Linked DNA regions of Zea mays: region 2 is linked to region 1. Evidence: chromatin contacts called from public Hi-C data. All regions are on one chromosome and are shown on one strand. The core of a region is the stretch at or near the end of the contact, and the rest is flanking DNA. Distances in the headings are between cores, read along the strand shown.

Evidence for each region. Hi-C and Micro-C count contacts between places; a contact is called where the count stands out from the background.
Region 2: a contact with region 1 is called in a Hi-C map of bundle sheath, with 2.1 times the contacts expected there. The contact joins the promoter of LOC103637985 here to the promoter of LOC100278723 in region 1. A contact is called at or near these places in 4 of 25 Hi-C or Micro-C datasets (bundle sheath, ear, endosperm and 1 more).

The regions. Positions count from the first base shown.
Region 1 is chr9:14,985,698-14,992,628 of Zm-B73-REFERENCE-NAM-5.0, reverse strand. It overlaps LOC100278723, which reads right to left and starts at 2,878. Exons shown (of 8, transcript NM_001151907.2): 1 at 2,568-2,878; 2 at 910-993; 3 at 750-784; 4 at 513-621; 5 at 297-385. The coding sequence starts at 2,795. LOC103637982 (CHD3-type chromatin-remodeling factor PICKLE) reads right to left here. Exons shown (of 31, transcript XM_008660980.3): 26 at 6,811-6,931; 27 at 5,998-6,118; 28 at 5,774-5,914; 29 at 5,533-5,653; 30 at 5,230-5,294; 31 at 4,566-5,125. The coding sequence ends at 4,835.
Region 2 is chr9:15,309,428-15,316,753 of Zm-B73-REFERENCE-NAM-5.0, reverse strand. It overlaps LOC103637985 (ethylene-responsive transcription factor ERF003), which reads left to right and starts at 1,761. Exons shown (of 2, transcript XM_008660984.2): 1 at 1,761-1,977; 2 at 2,096-2,872. The coding sequence starts at 1,895. The coding sequence ends at 2,522.

The DNA.
Region 1 (6,931 bases), core at 1,629-4,128:
TGCTAACTCAGTCCCGCTAACTCAGTGCATCTCTTTAAACAAGGCATGTTGTAGTTTGGAAGAATTGGTGATGCATATTTTTAGACATCATGGATGGGGATCTGCATTTAGGCTTTGTCTCTAGTTTCGTTTCTCAGCTCTATATTATGTTGTCTGAGTTTGTAATAAATCGGCTGTAGTCTCTTTGAGACAAAAGTCGGGAACTTTCAATTCCCATTATCTAAAAAAACTAGCATATCCAATAACAATACAAAGAGTTTGCACAAACACAGGGACAAGTGCTAGTAAGCACTTACCAATTGCTTTCAGTGAGTGCTAGTAATCGATCCAACCATTTAATTTGTCCCTTGTAAGAAGTGCTTATCCTGCCACCATGTAGAGGTTCCTTGTAAAAACAGTCACAAATCAATGTATAAGAATCCATAATTGCCGGCGTATGTAAGGTGATGTGCTGCTGTTTATCAGATAGGTTGCCTGCTACAATGAACTCAAAGGTGCTCAAGATTTAATACCTGCAGAGGCCATGTGCCCAGACCAATAATATCTAGAACCTGATCGTAGGGCATCTTCACTTTCTTCAAAAAGTTACCAACCGTCCGCCCATGTGATGAAGTGGAGTACCTTATGGAGAAGAAATTTAATGTATACACAGAAGAGGGCAAACCTTGGGCAGTACAGCGAACTATTGAGCTACATTTTCCTTACTATTAAGTCAGTTTACATGTGTGAACCAGGAACTACTAGCTTACCACGGGATGTTCAGAGCCTGGAAGTACATGGAACCCTAAAAATAGGAAACAAACAAACAAACAAACCATAGAGCTGAGAATTTGATTCACTTAATGTTACAATGGTAATGCACAAGTAATATTACACATGAGACCAACATTATTATCACTAAATACATACATTTTGCCAGAGTGGATCATCCGCTCCCAGTTGAGTAACATCCAGCACGAACTTGACTTCATAAAGCTTTGCTGTGGTCTCCATCTTCATAGATAACGGTTTTTTATCAAAAAGGCAAACCGAGAAATGATTGTAGAAAATATACATTCTTCCTTGGTGCATTTTTTAATGCCATGAAAGAGGAAAAAAAGGCTAGATTGTGGATCAATAGAGTCACAAACAACCTGACATTTCCAAGGAACACCAAAGACAGACTTTTGCATCGATCAGCGGCAAAAATATGCCAAACGGGCTAGTGGAAAATCAGAACTAACTTGTGTACTTGTGTAGCGTTAACTGATACATACGGAATTACGGAGAAGATTGGTGGGGCACGATCACTATACAAGAATGCAGTTCGGGACAGGTCAGTGCTTATTGCAGTGAAAGCATTATCAGGAGGCACGTGTGCCTCATCGGGAAGAACATATGCATGTGCCGGATCCAGGTAAGTCCAATGACATGGTTATATAGTAATACCAATCTTGGATCAGGCATGTGTAGGCCATCAAACCTGACATCTATTACGGTAGAACCTGTGGAAACGCATGGCTGGTCAGAAGAACAGGACACGCAACTACGTGAGCAAATCGTTGTCAGAATGAGGGGAGTCATTTCTGAATTTAATTCCATGGTTCAACCGTTGCGCACTCAACATGTTCCGTGCAAGATTTACTGAGCACTATGTTAGCAATCTACGACCTTAACCCGTAACCTAACGTCCTAACCACTAGACAATAAATAGATCGGATGATATATCTTTAGGATTGGGAGACCACAGAGAGATTGGATCTTAGTGTGTAGGAGGCAAGAAGGTACGACGAAATTGAGAAGAAAAAAAATTCTTGCAGGGAAAAAACATTCTTAAAACTTTGAACTCAAGCTTAAAACCTTGCCCAACTTAAAGGAAATACAGAAAATAAAATAAATAAAAGGAAAGAACACTATTATTGGCTCTAGTACCACTGTTAATAGTCTATGAACTTAGCTCGTAACTTAGTCACTAGAAAACGTAAAACAGAGGTATACCTTCGCGATTAGGAGTAGCGGTTATGGGAGTCGGATTGTGGCGTTCGGACGCGATGAAGACGATGGCGGCAGCCATTCCTTCACTAGCCGTGGAGAGATGATCAAATCTTGGTGTGTGTGACAGTGTGAGCGATAAGTACGACAAACATCATCTCTATTTGTTTAAACGGTACGAATGAAAGCCGTAACGAACGGGTTGTTGCGCCCCGATTAAGACACGAGTATGATGTCGTCTCGGTCCTGTGACTGAGTCGGATAGTGTGATGCGTTGTATAAGAAGGCTACCGTGGTGAACGAGACCATGTTTCACGCGTGTGCGAGCTGCAACCACACAAACGACCATGCCAATTGCCAACGCGAAGTGGGGACGAGGTGAGGTCGACAAGAGCGCCTCTAAGAAAATCCTGCGCATCACGAAGCAATGGGGAAGGGGACAATGCCAGGTCGCAAACAGGGGAAACCAAATGAAGAACACCACTCCACGAGGAGAGCAGAACCAGGCGCCGGAAGGCGCGTGTGAACTGTGAAGCAGAAGAGATCCCGGACCTATAGGGTGTGGAGGTGGGTGGGTGAGTGCGAAACGCGCGCACCTGCCTCAGGAGCCTCTCCTGGTCGATGGGTCCGCGCGCGCCGCCAGCGACGCTGAGGAAGGCGACGCCGCCGCCGCGCGCGCCCCGCCCGAGTGCGTCCACCCCGCCCCGCGGGATGAGCTGCGGCTCGCCGAGGCTGAAGGCCGCGTAGAGCGCGAGGCAGAGCGCGGCCTGCACGGCTACCGTGCAGCGCCACGGCGGCCGCTCGCGGTCTGCCGCTTCTCCCATGTCGGCAACCCTCTCTCTGGTGCTGTCAGGCCGGCTCCAACTCCAATGCCACCCCAGATAGCTCTCTGACCGCACGTACGGGTAGGCGTGGTAGATCACGATCCAAATGTCGTTTTATAATTTGTTTGAGTTTTTAATTACTTTTAGTTCATAAATAAATAGAAATAGAATCCAATTTGATTATTTGTAGTCTAAGATATTGAGTTTATTGCCACCTCTAGGTATGGGGCTACAATTTCCCCACCAATAGGGCTACAATTTCCAGTAGATAACTAAAAATGTATTTGTCTCTTTTACAGGTTAATTATATCGTTTTTAATTTTAATTATGCCCTATGATATAATAATAATGTGCACTATGGCAATATTATGATTTTTTAAAAAAGTCAAAAATGGTAAATATGTATGTTAATTAATATAGGGGAAGTTGTATAGAGAAAAATGTTTAAGATAAACTAAGTAAAAGAGAAAAATCTTTTAGAGAAAGAGTGAAATATATTAGAAAGTATAGATAAACGAATGTATGGGGACAATGGTTAGAGAGAACCTCAGATCCAAGCTGAAATGACGGAGACTAAGAGAAACTTTAAAAGATGTAAATCAACCCAAAACCATTAGGCCTTGTTCGTTTGTGTCGGATTGCACCCGGATTCGTTCCACTCAATCAAAGTTTATATAAATTAGAAAAACAATCCGGTTAGGAATTATTCCGACCCACCAATCCAACAGAAACGAACAAGGCCTTATTAGGAAGGAAAACTGGTCTTTCTTGTTCAGCTCCCTCGTCCTTTCACTAAAAATTTGGCGTCCCTCGTCCCATCATCTTCTCCCGTATATTTTCGCGTCATGTATCCCTCCCCAGTCCCCAATCTGTCCGCCCTCCGCACGCACAGGCTCCCGCGTATTTCGCCGCGCGCACACGGCGCCAGGCTGCCAGCCACGAGTAGCAAGAGCAGAACGCCTGGAAGTAGGAGAGAGAATGAAATTCTTTGATTTGTTTGTTCCACGTACGGGAAATTGGAGCAGAACGCCTACAGGCTACAACGAAGGATAAAATGCTTTTTTTGTTTTGATTTTCCTTGTGTCTGGCCAATAATACTGTTGGTTCATCTGTTTGTTTCTGTTGTACAGAAATCAGCCTGAAATCACAGATAGACAGATTTCAGGTTTTTTATATACTTTAGGGAACTGTTGGAGTACACGCTATAACTCACTTCTAAAAAAAATTAGAATGCCTTCAATAATCATTTTTAAAAGAAACTTTTTAGCATTCTTTTGGAGTTGATCTAACGTTGGCATCAATGTCGTGGGTGATGTGGATGAGGACGATGGAGTGACGCTTAAAAATTCAATCATTCAATGGTCCCAGTCGATCTCGAAGCCGCCACGCTTATGATTGGTAGATGTTGATTTCACAGACGATATAACCGCGGGCATCCGTCGGCCCTGTGGACCTCCGCTTGCCGCCGCTGCGTTGGCGGTAAAGACGGTTCGACCAGCGACGAAATCGACGGCAGGGGCGCCGCCAAGTGGGATATTTGCTATTTTATCATTATTATCATCGATGAGAATTTATCATCAGGTCTGCAAATTAGTTGGCATAATAAAAAGGAGGCAACAAACTGAGTTAATAGGTGAACTAATTCTTTTGCTAAACTTTTAACTAATTGTTTACCATCTAGCTAGCCAAAGTTTAGCTAATTGTTAACCAACAAGCTAGCCAACTATAGCTAATCCGTACTTATCCGTACTTATCTTTAGCCCCGTCTTATAATTAACCATTCGTATCCAAACAGGCCCTAAACACAGTACAAGACAACAGGGCAGCGATCCACCGGTTCGAGCACACAAAATGGCTGCATGAGTTCTAAATGTGTATGCATATTACAAGGACAACAAGTAAACCAAACGCATTAGCAGTAACACCCTCAGGCCTGGAGGTGCTTTCTTTGATGTTACAATATATAGCGCACATTCTGACCACAGTATACATAATGATTAGAGGGGGATTCCCTTTCTTACCACTCTGGAACCTACAAATCAACCATCGATTTCCATGTCCGCCTTGGCTGTCGAAGACTGCCCATGCGGTGCATCATGGCCTGAATCTTGTTGAGGAGCTGCTGCTGCTGCTGCTTTGGTGGCTGCATCTACCAATTCCTCTTTGATGGCACTGCCAGTACCATTTTGGTGTGGTCGCAAGGCCTCGACGACATTCTCGCACACAGTTTCAAACTGTCGAAGGCTATTGGCCAAACTAGAAGATGCGGACTTGTCTCCAAAGAAGGAACTGAGCGCATAAGCACCACTCTCTTCAAGCACTCCACACATCTGCAGAGCATACGTACACAGTCTGGTTATAATGTTAACTCGAGGAAAACAAATGATGCGTTCGCCCATGACCCATGAAAACGTGTGCCATTGCGCTTACACACCTTATTGTAGAGATGGGGAACTTGTAACTGACCAGCTGTGCCCTCAGAAACCAATTCATTGGTAGCTGGAAACGAGGATCCCAGTTATCAAAACAAACAAATGAACAAACCTCAAGACTCAAGAGTATATGTCAACAACAACACATCTTTAGAGAGAGTTTAGTAAGACAAGAGTCATGCATGACACATGATTAAAAATTGTGAGCATCTGCCCCAGCATGTTCTATGCCACTATGTGACTGTCTCTTCCTGCATAGGTGGAGAGAAGGAATATATATATATAGGGAATAAGAGATCACTTACAAATTGGCTCAAGATTGGGCAATTCCCGCAACAGTTCACTGATATCTGGAATAAAAGGAGCATGTCCTGCTGGAACACCTTGTTCAGTAATATCATCAGGAACAGGAATTTTTTTCTTTATCTGCAAGAGAAAAAGGTACGCTTTAAAAAATGCTGCAAGATACTACATGAACAGCTACTGTGCACTCCCATGTGAGCTTTGAGTGCATGCCTGTTCAGGGAAAAAAGCCTAGTACCGTACCACAGCATATTCCATATTCAAGGCTCTCTCCATAAGATGATATCTCTTTCTCAAGAACTCAACTATCTTTCTCTGGATCTCCTTGTAATGCGACATGCTTGTTGTGTTCGCTTGGCCTTCCTGTGCACCTTCCAAATTCCCCTAGAAAAGGAATGGAAGAAATAAGAAATGCAACACTTCAAAATTTGGAGGAAGGGACATAGTGAGCACATGCTAACATTTGCCTCGTTCAACTGAGCACCAATTATTTCATTAACCGAAGGGAGATGAAGCTCTCGTCGTGCAGCCTCAAAAAGCCCATTCTCTCTGTCATCTGATATATACTGCCACCTTGCATATCCATGCCTGGTGAAGGCAAAACAAATGCATTGTGTTAATACCTTAAATATAGTTTTGTTACAGTGTGAAACAATAGTTGGTAAAAAATGCATTATCCACAAGGAAAAAACACAAAGTCTATAAAAGCAAAGGAGATCGCTGTGCAGGTCAAGTGTACCCCTTGAAAACCTACATTTTTCATTAAGCTGTTCCACATGATTACAATTGTAAAAGTATTAAACAGAATCAAAATAAATAATTTAAGTTAGATATCAAATCAAATGTGGAGCTCATCTGGTTTGCATGTGATACTTCAGTTTGCTTACTCAACGTTAAGATAAGTTGAATTTGTTGCCTTAATTAAACAGTTCCTGAACCCGATGTCTCCAAAATCACTAGAGCACTGGGTGGACAGGCACCACCTGGAAGCTATCAAGCTATGCGAAAAGATACCCGTTAGGGTAACCCTAACTTCTGAGCACAATAGGTCCACTCGGGCCAAGATGCAAGCCACTGCTGCTATACTAAAAAACTAATAATCCATCAACCAACAAGTGAGCCAAACAATTCAGTTCTGTCATTGCAACGCCACTGCTGCTGACACAAACATCGACTTTTTAAGGCTACTCTTGCCAGAACTGTTCCAGCCACTGCTAGTTTCATGGAGGGGTAATTTTGTAGAGCTGATTGTAACAAAGAAAATATTCGTAGTTTCGTACTTCAGTATGCCTCTCAGTAACAGTAGATCATGCTCCGCTTTCCATATTCTTCCACCAGATAAGCCTTGGAACTCATAGAGCAAGTAATTAGGAAAAATGTTTGTAATTTTTCCTGGTCCTG
Region 2 (7,326 bases), core at 512-3,011, 330 kb before region 1:
ATAGTAAGTTAGCGACTACCAACATCTTTTTTACATGTCATCATGCCAAAGCCTTGTGCTACTTTTATAGTGAGTTAGCGACTACCCAACATCTTTTTTGCATGTCATTATGCCAAAGCCTTGTGGTGTGTTGTGCACTACTTTTAGACATTCAACATTCACATTGTACAAATCATTTGTTTTATTCCTGGTCTAAGCAAGGAGACTAAAGACTTATATTTTTGTTATAGACAAGGGCCACATTTTGCTAGATAACTTGGCTTAGAAGGAATAACTGTGTTCAATAATGGCCAAACAAACACTTATTTGCGTATACTTTTCAGAAAGCACACTAACTTTGATTTTGTATTCTGTTGCAATGCATTTATGACCATATGGATTGGTTTCCCTGCATATCAATTTCATGAAACTAGATCAATGGACTTTTTTCGTCTTCTCATGGGCGATGTTTTAGATTTTGTATTGTCTGCAATGTTACTCTCTTTTATTTGCCATTTGAGTTATAAATTTGGTGATTGATGCCTTTTTTGAAGAGTTTTGAAGCCAGAACTTTTCTGTTATTTAAAAAGAGTATGATTACTCCCTCGAGACACATGTAGGAATATTCTTTCGATACACCAGAACAAGAGATTGAAGTAGTTTTTACATCGCCTACTTTGGGCAGGTTTGGAACAGTTTCCCAACTCTAGACGCAATAAAAATAACTTTATAAGAGCTAGTTTGGAAACTTAAATCCCCTCTGGGATTCCTGGAGATCGCGTGGGAAATGAGCTAATTTTCTTTTCTACTCAATCCCCGTGAATCCCAGAGGGGATTTAAGAGTCCAAACTAGCTCTAAAATGTTTGAATGCTCTAGCTCTCCACCAAATCTGGATCTACAAAAGGTTAAACCTTGGGGTTAGATTCAGTTTTTTATTGAGCTCCTCGGAATCCTATTTTATACACTGTCATAACATTCGGTGAAAATTATCCACCACTACCATCGTTGCATATACTGATTCATCTTTCTATTTTCCCTTGTGTGTCTATTCCGCTTGATGCAATATTTAATTGACATGGTAGTCTATAAACCATGAAGCAAAACTTTGTATTGAGAATGAATATTTTATTTTATCTCTCTTGATTAGGGGTGAAAGCGGGTATCCGAACTTTTAAGATAAATCTAATATTTTAAAATAGATATGTATGAAATTTGATGCTAATCGCATTATAACATATAAGAATAATTTTTTGCATAAATTGTTTTATATATTATTTGCTCTATACAACAAAAAGATAAAACAAAAAAGATAAAAGTATTCGTATCCATATTTGAATGGAATCCGAATGTTATATTTATCATTTGAGAAGATATGTGATAAATTTAAGGTTTGTCTTTTATAAATATTTACAAGCTCAATGTTAAAATCAAAAATATTAATTTATATAGTAGATTCTATATCATTTTTATTCACTACCAAAGAAAAAGATAAAAAAAAATTGATACCAAATAGGTATTCATCCCTACTACTCTTGACGAGGTGGCCGGAAATAATATGACATTATGACGGCGACGTCATCCATTTATTACGAAGATCTTTGCCCGCCAGTGGACACCTTGTCCCCTGTGCATGCTTTGCGGCTGGCCGGGACCCAGGAGACAGACAGAAGTAAAGGATGCTCAACCTATGCTGGGCCCACAGTCAGTCAAACAGCCTGCACTTGAAGCACAGCTGGCCCCACTTGGAAGCTTTCCCTATTTAAAGGCTCTGAGAGAGCTCGCCGCACCAAACCGCTTCGCTTCGCTCGCTCGTCAGCTCCCTGTCGCGCACACAACGGACGCAGAGGCCAGAGCCAGAGCAGCTGCCCCCCTCGGATCGGAGCGAGCAGCGGCACCACCATCTGTCCGTCTCCAATGGCGCGGCCACAGCAACGGTACCGCGGCGTGCGGCAACGCCACTGGGGCTCCTGGGTCTCGGAGATCCGCCACCCCCTCCTGTGCGTAACGTAACACGTGCTCCTCGACTGGACCGGACTTATTATACTCATCGATTCTTGGCGTGAGCGGCGGGCTGACAACGGCGGCGGCGTGTTCTCTGTGCGTGGGTGCGTGCAGGAAGACGAGGATCTGGCTGGGCACCTTCGAGACGGCCGAGGACGCGGCGCGCGCCTACGACGAGGCGGCGCGCATCATGTGCGGCTCCCGCGTGCGCACCAACTTCCCCGAGGACGCAGGCGGCGACGGGCAGCAGCAGCAGGCCGCGCCGTCGCTCCTCTCCCCCGCGCTCGTCGCCAAGCTTCACCGCTCCAACCTCGCGTCCGCTCAGGCGGCGCAGGGCAAGGCCGACGCCTCGGCAGCAGCCGCCGCCGCGCTCCCGCGCGTCGCGGCGGCAGTGCCTGCCGGCATGGGGATCTCCGCCTCGCCGTCGCCGTCGGCGTCGGCGGCGGGGGACTGGAGCGGCGGGCTGCTTGAGGAGCAGTACGTGGACCAGATGATCGAGGAGCTTCTGGACTCCAACTTCTCCATGGAGATCTCCTACTAGCTGCGCGCCTGCGCGCGCACGCGCACGAGCACGACGCGTCATCCCGCGGCCCCCGCCTCCTCTGCTCCGTCTCATCCCATCTCAATTCTCATCTCATTTCTCTGTTTGGTTTCGTCGGTCAGGTAGGGAACGAAGTGCAGTGCAGTGAGTTACTTAGTATTAGTAGTATCATTAGCCATGCCAGGAGTGACTCGAGGTTACCTTGGCCTGTTGGCCAGACGAGTTGGTTCTTGAGCAACCTGATGTGTAGTATACGGTAGCATCGCCAGAGCATAAAAGAGTTGGATTGGACTCCATTTTTTTCCTACCGCCATTGTTGGAAACTTGGAAGTGGTACTGGGCTGAGCGCACATGTCTGACTCGAGGTTACTTTGGATAACAATGCTGCCGCATTGACCACAAATGCTGCTGCGCGATTAATGGCTCGTCTGGCGCCCGATCCTGACGAAAATCCATGAGGTCCGCACCGCGTTGCGCTGCGCTGCATGAATCCTCTGCGTAGTAAGCTAAGTACTACAGGCGATGAATTCAGCTGCGTGCGCCCGCGGCATGGCAATGGCAGGGCAGGGGGGCGGTGCTGCGATGCGAACCGTAGGCTCGCAGCAATCTGCTGAGGCGCAGTGCGTCATCGATGGCAGTAATGGCTGCTCTGCTGCTGATTGATTGATGGAGTAGTATGTATCTAGGCGAGGATTCAGGCTATCCGCACTCATGAAACCCTAAATTTCTACTCTAAAAGGAATATTTCATCCTGGTCAGCGAGATTCTCTACTCTATCCTATAATACTCCGCGTTCATATTTACCCTAAATATCTACCCTATACCAACTACCAAATATTTTATCATTTTTCCCACACTTTTTTATCCCCAAAAAAATCCATCGTCAGTGGATAGACCATTCACCTAGTGACGCGCGGAGCCATGCACCCCGTCTCGTTTTAGCGCATGCGAGCGGGATGCGCTGTATTTAGCGTTTGGACAGGTCTACTCGATGGTAGCGCACGACATCCAGTAAGCGGCTGCAGAAGATTTTTACTCCAAGTGTTACTCTATGTTCATCCATGCGCACAGCCTCAGCTCGTCATGGCATGTGCCGCCCCATGCGCCTCGCCCAATCATGCCGCTGTCTGCCCCGCCTGGCCTCTGGCCTTTGGCCTTCGGACTTGCGACGCAAGAGACGTCGTCAGCCTTCAAAAGAATCCGCGCACTTTTGCGGCTGTGACAGTGACGGCCTGACGGGTATGCTTACTGTAGGAGCCAGGGTACGAGTACAATATTTTTTTGGAACCACGAATATAAATGATATTGATATATTTATATATAATATAATTGAACATTTTAAAAAACAATTAAACAAAACATGATACAACTAGACAATGAAGTTCCAAAAGGATTCACACATATTAATACTAGAGCTTTGTTTGGCACAGTTACTGCTTGCGAGCCACACCTTTATAAATATAATTTCATCATATATTAAATAAATAATATTTAAATATAAAATATAGAATCATTATTTAATATTATGAGGAATGTAAAATTTGAATTGTCATGTATCCACTATCAAGAAATGAATCAATGCTCTATTATGATTATGCAGATTGATTAAATCAGTATAGTTGGCACAGCTTGAGTAGGGATGGCAACGGGTATATACCCGTCGGGTAGTACCATTTCATACCCGTACCTATCAAACAAAATTCTACCCGTCGGGTTACCCATATATACTCGCGGGTATAAAATCTTACTCGTACCCGCGCGGGTATTTACCCGTCGGGTAAATCGTACCCGCTAGGAAAGTCTTAAATTTTAATATACCAATCACTCAAAATATTAAATAAACATATAAAAACAACTTCAACTTCACATATAACAAATCATATGATTACATAACTTTGTATCTAGACAAATGATAGCTAGAGAAGGGTTTTATTTTAGCTAAGATAGACTCTATTAGATGGTTATAGTTGTATTGATGCGGATATATTTTACCCATGGGTAGACGGGTATGGGTAGTTCCAACCCGTACCCGTCTACCCAACGGGTAGAGGTTTTTACCCATTAACATACCCGCGGGTAGAGAAATCATCCCGTACCCGCCTTCATATCGGATAAAACCCGTCGGATATTCGGGTTTTGGATACCCATTGCCATCTCTAAGCTTGAGTCGGCTCATCTTGTTTGACCAACGAAGGCTCGATTCCTCTCAGCTCGCTCGACCAACCAGTCCAAAATAGGCTTAGGCTTGCGAGCCAGGCCGAGCTTCCAGTGGTTCGGTTTAACAATGTAACCAATTGAGTGGGGGAAGCAACAGAGCAGAGCAAGGGAGCAGAAGGCCAGAATCGTGAGCGACAAGAACTTCACAAGGACAGGTTAGAGTTAACACAGCTCCGTTGCTGATACATATTAGGCCTTGTTCGTTTACATCGGATTGCACCCGGAATCGTTCCAGCTAATCAAAGTTTATATAAATTAGAGAAACAATCCTGCTAGGAATCGTTTCGATCTACCAATCTGACAGAAACGAACAAGGCCTTACTCAGAATCAACTCGTTCTCGTCCTACTTGCTTATTACAACCCTTTGAAACCTTAACCCACACAGCGTGCCCAACAAACGCCTAGTGAGTCCACTCGCTGCCCATCAAAATCCTCGATTGGGCTTCGAGGCCCCAGCACTCCTTCTTGGGCTGTCTCCCAGTTCAGACGACACAGGCTATGTTCGATGTATTAGAAGCATACATACATACATACATACGTATGGTTAGACATATAATATAGAATCCAAAAGATATAGTAGATTTAGACCTTATAAGATTTGTGGTACTATACTTCAAGAGCCCCCACTCAGCACCTTGGTTTTGGTGGTCGGCCTAAGTCATACGTGGAACACGTAGGTATTCTGCTTCCATACCAGTGAGTCGTGAAAACCTTCTAAGAGCAACTAAAAAATGCTAAAAAGCTTTCTCCAATAAACGATTATTAGAGGTAGACTAAATTTTTTTAGAGATGAATTATTATGTATATCCCAATAGTTCCCTTAGTGCCCGTTCAGTTCTTTCAGAATACTTTACTGAATTGGTTCCGGATTGAAATACTTCACAAATTTGTATTAGCTTGATGACTTGAAATAGTTCCGGCCTCCAATCCGGACTAAATGAACAGAGCCTTAGAAAGACTGAAAAATTGTACAATCCCCGCCTCCCCGTTTCCCAACTGACCTCTAGGCTCAGCGTCAGCTAAAGCAATTGCTTGTGGTGGTAAAACACCATTCGTTGGGTTATATGGAGCAAGAGAAACCCCAAAACGGATCGCTTGCTCACCGTCGTCCCCCCAGGCCTCCTCCTTGTTGAGCTCGGCGTCGTCCTCCATGGCGAGCCCGTCTCGAAGCTATTGTGCCTGCGCTGCCGCTACGGAGCCGCCCGCAACCTCTTGTCGTCACCTCACGGATAACATCCACCCTGGCACAGCTCGCTTCGCCTAAGACTGTTTTCAGTGGTTCCCCCTAAATTTCTCCCCTTATATCTCACTCACATGCCACGTCAGCGTTCTCTCCCCCTATATCTCCACGTTCTACAGCAGTTTCCCCTATATCAAACCTCTATACCCCACCACATCCATAAAATATTATTTCCTATACCAATTTATCATCCATTATAATTTTTTTCTCTACTAACTATTGTTGTCGGCACAAAACCCAAGATCAACAGAGTGTAAGGGGGTCGGTTGCACTACACGACGGTTGATCTTTAGCGACCCTTATTAGATACCAACTGTTGGTTGCTAAAGGTTAGAGACCGACGGTCAGTCGCTAAATCCTTTTGTAGCAACGGTCGGTTGGTCGCTAAAAGTCTAGAAATTTAACAACTTCTGGTTGGTCGCTATAGATGTCGTCGGGGACTAGCGGTGGGTCGCTATAGAGCAAGGATCACTATCAAATCTTATAGCCTGAACGTACCTATAGATGTTAGTGACTAAAAATTAATTAAAACAAGTAAACATTGATCGCTAAATTGTGTGGTGATTTATTTCTTTTTAATATTGCTTGTATGTTTATTTCATGGTTTGTTTATGTATGGACATGACTATAGTATGCAATTGTGTTCTTTGTGCTTATACGATATTAGATTCGAGTTGAAAGTCGTTTCAAATCCCACATAAATAGGGATGGCAATGGGGCCCCATTCCCCGGTGGGGAATTCATCCATTAGGAGACGGGGATGGGGAGAAATTACTCCTCGCGGGGAAAGAAATGGGTAAAAACCAATCCCCATCGGGGATGGCGGGGCCGGGTACAGATTATGGCCCTGTTTGGCACAACTTATTTTCAGCTTCTTCACAAATTTAAGCAGAGGTTCTGCCAAACAGGCAGCTTCTGCAGCAGCTTATCAGTTCAGTTGCTTCTCAGAATACACTAAAAGCAGCCAACAAGCAGAAGCTGCTTTTCACCAGCTTCTCAGATAAGCTGCTTTTTCAACAAGCACCAGCTGTGCCAAACAGGGCCTATGGCTGCCCATACCCGCTACCCGTCGGGGACCCGATATGACAGGTGGGTCCATAATTCAGTGTCTCGGGCTCTCGGCGTATACCGCGTGGAATATCCTGATCCCTTCAGCCCGGCCCGAACACTGCTAAGTCGCTAACCCTAGCTTCCTGCTTCCGTGCGACTCCGTGCCCCGTTTTCCGCTTCCGCCGCCGCCCGCAGCCGCAGCGCGCTCGGGCGCTCGGCTCCGTGCCTCCCTCCACGCCGTGCAGCCCTGCTCGGCTGCTCCCCGTTTCCGCTCCCTGTAGTGCTCGTGCTCCCCA